Regions from separate parts of the Macaca mulatta genome. Here region 2 is linked to region 1. Evidence: chromatin contacts called from public Hi-C data. All regions are on one chromosome and are shown on one strand. Each heading gives the region's core, a stretch centred on a gene start, on an enhancer-like site or on the middle of the called end of the contact. The rest is flanking DNA. Distances are from core to core; before and after follow the strand shown.

What was found. Hi-C and Micro-C count contacts between places; a contact is called where the count stands out from the background.
Region 2: a Hi-C map of liver shows a contact between it and region 1, with 8 times the contacts expected there. The contact joins two enhancer-like sites. A contact is called at or near these places in 2 of 14 Hi-C or Micro-C datasets (liver and sperm).

What each region holds. Positions count from the first base shown.
Region 1 is chr14:46,655,829-46,659,602 of T2T-MMU8v2.0, forward strand. PTPN5 (protein tyrosine phosphatase non-receptor type 5) reads left to right here. Exons shown (of 15, transcript NM_001265681.1): 10 at 358-437; 11 at 621-758; 12 at 1,285-1,395. Among named protein-coding and RNA genes, the nearest start is that of IGSF22, 7.7 kb to the right of the region's middle. Within about 2 kb of position 2,168, at least 3 of the 40 cell types and tissues checked have an H3K27ac peak or open chromatin away from gene starts, as enhancers often do.
Region 2 is chr14:46,720,947-46,724,720 of T2T-MMU8v2.0, forward strand. No RefSeq gene overlaps it. Among named protein-coding and RNA genes, the nearest start is that of TMEM86A, 32 kb to the left of the region's middle. Within about 2 kb of position 2,150, at least 4 of the 40 cell types and tissues checked have an H3K27ac peak or open chromatin away from gene starts, as enhancers often do.

The sequences.
Region 1 (3,774 bases), core at 918-3,417:
GTCTCTTGCTGTCCAAGATCTGTACAGGAATTTCCCTAGGTAATTCTATTGTTGACTTAGCTGTCTCCTCTCCAGAAGCTAAGACTCAGTGAGTATAGGGCAACTTAAGGGGCACAGGCTAAGGATAGAGACAGAGGTGGAGACCCGGGGACACCTCTCTGTCTCCACCCTCCTCCTCATCCTGAGTCCTCGCCTGCAAAATGAACCATGAATGGGTGAATGTTTTGCTGCTGGGCAAGGAAAGGAAGAACTGCTAAGGTCACAGAAGAAATATGGGTATCTTGGAATAGGCCAGAGAAGGTGGGCCCTGCCCCAGAGGGCCCAGCTTCCAGCCTTACTTGTCTCCTACCACCCCAGACCCTCACAGCAGAGTGTGTCTGACCTCACCAGACCCTGACGACCCCCTGAGTTCCTACATCAATGCCAACTACATCCGGGTACGTATTCCCACCCTGACAGCCTCTTGCTGAAGGGGAGGCTTGAGTCGATGGGATCCATCCTCCAGCCTTGGCCCTACACCAGTCTGACTCCTGCCAACTTCTGGGAAGAGCCTGAGTGTGGGGATGGGGTCCTGGGAGCACTGCCTCTGACCCTGACAGCCTGGACTTGGCTGGCCGCAGGGCTACGGTGGGGAGGAGAAGGTGTACATCGCCACTCAGGGACCCATCGTCAGCACGGTCGCCGACTTCTGGCGCATGGTGTGGCAGGAGCACACGCCCATCATTGTCATGATCACCAACATCGAGGAGATGAACGAGGTAGGGACCCCGTCCCCATTCCGAGTGCCTGCTACATTGCGCCCTACACTAAGTGTCTTGTTCTCAGATTAATCTTTATGACAATCTCACAAGGTTGGCGGTGTTCACCCTGCTGCCAAGATGAGGAGATGCGAGGCTTGGTGAGGTTAAGTCGTTTGCCCCGGCCTCACACATAGAGGCATGCCTGGAGGTGGTCTTTCCACTTCCGATGCCTGTGACCTCAAACACAGCACTCTGCTGCCTCCCAGCCTGCCGGGACAGATGTTGGCTACTCCTGTACTCCTGGCCCATTTAACTGAATCTCCATGAAAGTCCTTCAGATGGTAGCACTTCTGTTTTCCAGAGGAATAAACGGAGGCTCAGGAAGGGGAAGTAGCTTATAGAGTTTGCAGCTGAGATTTGAACCCAACACTCTGTAGCAGCAACCCTGTTGCCCTTGTGTATCTCTCCGCTGGCCCTGGAGAGTGTTGGGGAGAGTGTGTGAAGGGACCAGGATTGTATGGCAGCCTGATCTGGGCCCCTGCAGAAATGCACCGAGTATTGGCCAGAGGAGCAGGTGGTGTACGACGATGTTGAGATCACTGTGCAGAAAGTCATTCACACGGAGGATTACCGGCTGCGACTCATCTCCCTCAAGGTGAGGCCTGGGGCAGGGCTGGGTGAAGCTGAGGATGAATGTAGGGGCTTAACTGGGGACTCCACAGAGAACAGGTCCCCAAAGTCCACTGTAACTGACCTAAAAGCCAGTGTCACTCCCAGATTTTCTGATAACTATGGATGAGTGAGAGGTGAAGGACTTGGGGGCCAGAGGTAGAATCAAACCCCTTGCATTTCCCAGTCCTCAGTTGTATTTCGGGCTGTTGGGCTCCTCTCTCTTTCTACTCTGTCATTCATAATGCCTTCTAGCTATGCTTCAAATGTACCCAAGGCCAGGACTGTCCGGATGAGGGGACTTCAGCAGCCTCCAGCACTGTCTTTATAATTGAGGGTTCATCATGACTTTGAGATCCTCCCTAGAAACATCTCTTCACCTGGGATGCTGGGCTTCTGGCCTGTAGTGCCCAATCTGTCCACAAGAGGGCAGGCACTCTTTGCTGCTTTGGGGTTGTATAGGGAGGCTGTGGTTACAGAAAACAGCAAGAAAAAGGAAGACACACAAAATATGAGCAATACAAAACAGCCCAGAAGAGTGGGGGAAGGTATCCTCCCACCCTGAAGTTGTGCTTCTTCCAGGATCAGCATAATAGAGGAGACTGTTCCTTTGAAATCGGGATTAGTGGATTCTGCTTGTGAGAAATAAGACCCATGTTTAGGGAAGGCTGGAAGAGGCGAGCCAGGCACCAGGAAGCTGATGCCCTATCCAGGAGGAGCCAAGGAGGTTCATTGATGCTGACAGCCACAGGGGTTACTGAGCACAATACCGGAGACTTGGCCCTCTGAGCTGCTCCCTCTCCCACTGGATAGGGGCTAGGTAGGGTGTCGAAGCATCTCAGCCCCCAAGAGCAGTGCCCCCCTCCCCAAGCAGCTCTAAGATCCAGGTCTTGTTGGAGGGCATGAAGGGCCAGGAAGTCAAGAACAGAGGTAGTGGTTGCTGTCACAGCCAGGTAACCCAGGACCTGAGCAAATGGCTTCCTGAGTAGAAATTCCACAGAAAGACAGGCTGAGATGAGGCAGGGCTGCTCACCTTCTCAATGCCATGGAGATGATGAGGGAAAAACCGGGTCTTCTTGGAGTTTGAGGGAATTTACTTTTGTCCATAAGACATTACAAATACCTGGCCTGAGCTTGGTTCTGGGTTGGGTACTGTGAACACAGAGCTTCTCAAAGCTTGGACTCTTTCCTCGAGAAGCATGTATAAGATGGTCAGTACTGAGCTAGAGATAGGTATATAGAATATAGGATATGTATATCATATGTTAAATTGGATGAATATAGGATCTATATCATATGTGTATATATAAAATATAATATAAATATATGAAATACATAATATATATAAAATATAAATATATATATATATATAGGGGTGTGTGTGTGTGTATATATGTATAAAAGAAGGACACTCTGTCAGCTAATGTGCTCAGGGAGGGCCTCCTGTAAGTGGTGGTGCCGAATGGGGTCTTGAAGGATAAGTAAGAGTTGACCGGGGCAAACAAGTCAGGAGAGCATTCCCAGTGAGAAAAAAATAAAACAAAGGACATGGAAGATGGAACACTTGTGTGCACATGTGTTTGCATGTGCTGCTGAGATTTTACCTACAAACCTTTCGGAGTGTGGGAGCATTGAGTACAAGTACACAGGAGCAGGAGGTGTGTCTGGAAGGGCAGGCCCTGTAGCAGTTGTCTTCCTAGCCAGGCGAAGGACTGAGAAGAGTAGGTCTTATTCTGAGAGCAGTGAGAGACATTGAAGGATGTTGTGGTCTGCTCAGGCTGCTATAACAAAATACCATAGACCAGGGAGCTTGTAAGCAACAGGTTTATTTTTCACAGTTCTGGAGGCTGGGAAGTCCAAGATCAAGGCACCATGACCCTGGTGAGGACCCACTTCCAGGGTCATGTCCTCACATGGCAGAAGGAGTGCAAGATCATTGAGGCCCCTTTTGTAAGAGCACTGATCCCATTTGTGAGGGCTCCGTTCTCATGACTTAATCACCTCAGAGGCCTTCCCTTCAAATACCACCATATTGGGGTTTGGTTACAACATGTGAACTTAGGGGGACACACACATTCAGTCCAAAGCCATGCGTTTGCAGCAGGAGAGCAGCATGTCCAGAAGTGTGTTGTACACAGACTATTTTGACTCTGTGGATCTGAGACAGTTGGGAATGAGGCAGAAATCTCCCACACTCAAGCAATGATAAAGGTCAAGGTGGCAGTGAAGCGGGGAGTGTGAAGAGGTGGTAAAACTTACAGCACCAATTGCAGCACTAAGATAGAGGTGAGTCACGCAGGCGAGGCAAAGCAAGAGGAGGAGAAGAGTCCTGGGGCTGGGTTATGTGACAAAGGGATGACTGGGG
Region 2 (3,774 bases), core at 900-3,399, 65 kb after region 1:
CCAATCTGAGAGATGGAAAAGAACTCATTTTTAGGTTAATTCAATTATGACTAGGACTATACATCTTTTTTTTCTTTTTCTTTTCTTTCTGAGGCAGAGTTTCACTCTTGTTCCCCAGGCTGGAGTGCAATGGCATGATCTTGGCTCACTGAAACCTCCGCCTCCCTGGTTCAAGTGATTCCCCTCCTTCAGGCTCTTGAGTAGCTGGGATTACATGTGCCCGCCACTACGCCCAGCTAATTTTTTGTATTTTTAGTAGAGACGGGGTTTCGCCATGTTGGCCAGGCTAGTCTCGAACTCCTGACCTCAGGTGATCCGCCTGCCTGAGTCTCCCAGCGTGCTGGGATTACAGGCATGAGCCACCGCGCCCAGCCCATCTTTTCTTATTTATTAGCCATGTATAAGCTGTTCTTCTGTGAGCTGCCTGTTCCTGTCTTTTGCTAATTTGATTTGAGATTCTGCATGAGGGCCTAGAGCGGCCCCAAAGTCCCATTCCCATCCGCTCTTCTCTCCCCACCATCAGCACCTCCCCCTGCTCTGCTCGGTTCTCTACTGCCGCCTGGTGACAGGGGTTAGTCTTACCACAGGCCTCACAGACGCAACTACTGCCTGCCTCTCCCTGAGGATAAATTTCCTGCTGGAATCATGCCTTTGATTCCTAGGTAGGACTGCCAGGTTTAGTTAATAAGAATACAGGACCTCCCATTACGTTTGAATTTCAAATAAACAAATACCTTTTTAGTTGTGACATACTTTTATCCAAATTTAACTGAGTGTCCTGTAATTTATCTGGCAACCCTATTCCAAGGCTTCCCATTAAATTTCATCCCCACCCTCCACCATTCCTTACTGGCTGTCATTCTCAGCAAGTTCCATTCTACTACATTCCTCCCCAGTGGTTTCCTAAATGCACCTTCAGGCGGTACATGAATCACTGTTGTTAAGACCTTGTCTCTGGCTTAATCTGGGTTTGAATCCTAGATCCAGCCACTTTGCTAATTTCTTTTAAAACTGTATCTAGTCAGAACTTAATCATTTTATTGCATATGTTTTTACAGTTGCCTTCTATTTAAGTCGAGTGATAGTGAATTCCCAGATTTCTTTTTAAAACAGATTTAAGGCCAGGCGCAGTGGCTCATGCCTGTAATCCCAACACTTTGGGAGGCCAAGGCAGGTGGATCACGAGGTCAGGAGTTCGAGACCAGCCTGGCCAAGATGGTGAAACCCCATCTCTACTAAAAATACAAAAATTAGCTGGGTGCCGTGGCAGGCTGAGGCAGGAGAGTCGCTTGAACCCAGGAGGCAGAGTTTGCAGTGAGTCAAGATCACACAACTGCACTCTAGTCTGGGCAACAGAGCAAGACTTTGTCTCAAAAAAGAAAAAATGAAAAAAAGAAAAAAGATTTAATCTTTAAAAACCTGAAGAAAAGGGATTGAATAGTATAGATGATAAATGGAAATGGCAAAAGTCATAAGGCAGCTTCTGAAATGATTAAAGTTTGGGAAACCGTCCTGTTCCCATTCTGGGAGTCAACACAGATCAGCATGGTGCTGACTGAAATAATGTGCTCCTTTTGTAGCAGGACAAGCCGCAGACAAAGCCCCTCAGACACTGAGTTAAAGGAGGAAGGGTTTTACTCGGCCGGGAGTTTCAGCAAGACGCGTCTCCAAAAACTGAGAGCCCTGAGTGAGCAATTCCTGTCCCTTTTAAGTAAAGGCTCACAACTCTAAGGGGGTCCACGTGAGAGGGTCATGATTGATTGAGCAAGCAGGGGGTATGTGACTGGGAGCTGCATGCACCTGGTAATCAGAACGGAACAGAACAGAACAGAACAGGGATTTTCACAATGCTTTTCCATACAATGTCTGGAATCTATAGATAACATAACTGGTTAGGTCAGGGGTCAATCTTTAACCAGGCCCAGGGCACAGCGCTGGGCTGTTTGCCTGTGGATTTCATTTCTGCCTTTTAGTTTTTACTTCTTCTTTCTTTGGAGGCAGAAATTGGGCATAAGACAATATGAGGCATGGTCTCCTCCCTTACTTTATGTGGCCCCGGTTTCAGGAGGAACCTTCATAACTCAGAGGGTGACTAGAGGTGGAGGGAAAACTCAAGGATATGTAACTGTTTCATTTGGGGACTGTGGTGGTGTAATGACTCAACAGGTTTTCCTTGCCTGCTGCCTAGAAAAGCTGATGTATCAAGACAGGGGAACTGGCCGGGCGCGGTGGCTCAAGCCTGTAATCCCAGCACTTTGGGAGGCCGAGACGGGCGGATCACGAGGTCAGGAGATCGAGACTATCCTGGCTAACACAGTGAAACCCCGTCTCTACTAAAAATACAAAAACTTAGCCGGGCGAGGTGGCAGGCGCCTGTAGTCCCAGCTACTCGGGAGGCTGAGGCAGGAGAATGGCGTGAACCCGGGAGGCGGAGCTTGCAGTGAGCTGAGATCAGGCCACTGCACTCCAGCCTGGGTGACAGAGCGAGACTCCGTCTCAAAAAAAAAAAAAAAAAAAGACAGGGGAACTGTGACCAGGCATGGTGGCTCACACCTGTAATCCCAGCACTTTGGTAGGCTGAGGCGGGTAAATCACAAGGTCAGGAGTTCAAGACCAGCCTGGCCAACATGCTGAAACCCCATCTCTACAAAAAATTAGCTGGGCATAGTGGCAGGCTCCTGTAATCCCAGCTACTCGGGAGGCTGAGGCAGAGAATTGCTTGAACTCAGGAGGCAGAGGTTGCAGTGAACCAAGATCTTACCATTACACTCCAGCCTGGGTGACAGAGCGAGACTCCTTTTACTTTACTTTACTTTCTTAATAATTTACTTAATTCCTTTACTTTCTTAATAAACGTGCTTTCACCCTGTCGCAAAAAAAAAAAAAAAAGAAAAAAGAAAAAAAGGGGAATTACAATATAGAAGGAGTTTAATTGATGCAGAACTGGCTGTACAGGAGACCAGAGTTTTATTATTACTCAAATTAATCTCCATAAAATTTCAGCGATCTGAATTTATTTTATTCTATTTTATTATACTTTAAGTCTAGGGTAGATGTGCACAATGTGCAGGTTTGTTACATAGGTATACATGTGCCATGTTGGTGTGCTGCACCCGCTAACTTGTCATTTACATTAGGTATATCTCCTAATACTATCCCTCCCCACTTCCCAGCACCCCACAACAGGCCCCGCTGTGTGGTGTTCCCCACCCTGTGTCCAAGTGTTCTCATTGTTCAATTTCTACCTATGAGTGAGAACATGCGGTGTTTGGTTTTCTGTCCTTGCGAAAGTTTGCTCAGATGATGGTTTCCAGCTTCATCCATGTCCCTATGAAGGACATGAACTCATCCTTTTTTATGGCTGCATAGTATTCCATGGTGTATATGCACCACATTTTCTTAATCCATCTACCATTGGATTAGGGTTGGTTCAGTCTTTGTTATTGTGAATAGTGCCACAATAAACATATGTGTGCATGTGTCTTTGTAGCAGCATCATTTATAATCCTTTGGGTGTATACCCAGTAATGGGATGGGTCAAATGGTATTTCTAGTTCTAGATCCTTGAGGAATCGTCAAACCGTCTTCCACAATGGTTGAACTAGTTTACAGTCCCACCAACAGTGTAAAAGTGTTCCTATTTCTCCACATCCTCTCCAGCACCTGTTATTTCCTGACTTTTTAATGATTGCCATTCTAACTGGTGTGAGATGCTACCTCATTGTGGTTCTGATTTGCATTTCTCTGATGGCCAGTGATGATGAGCATTTTTTC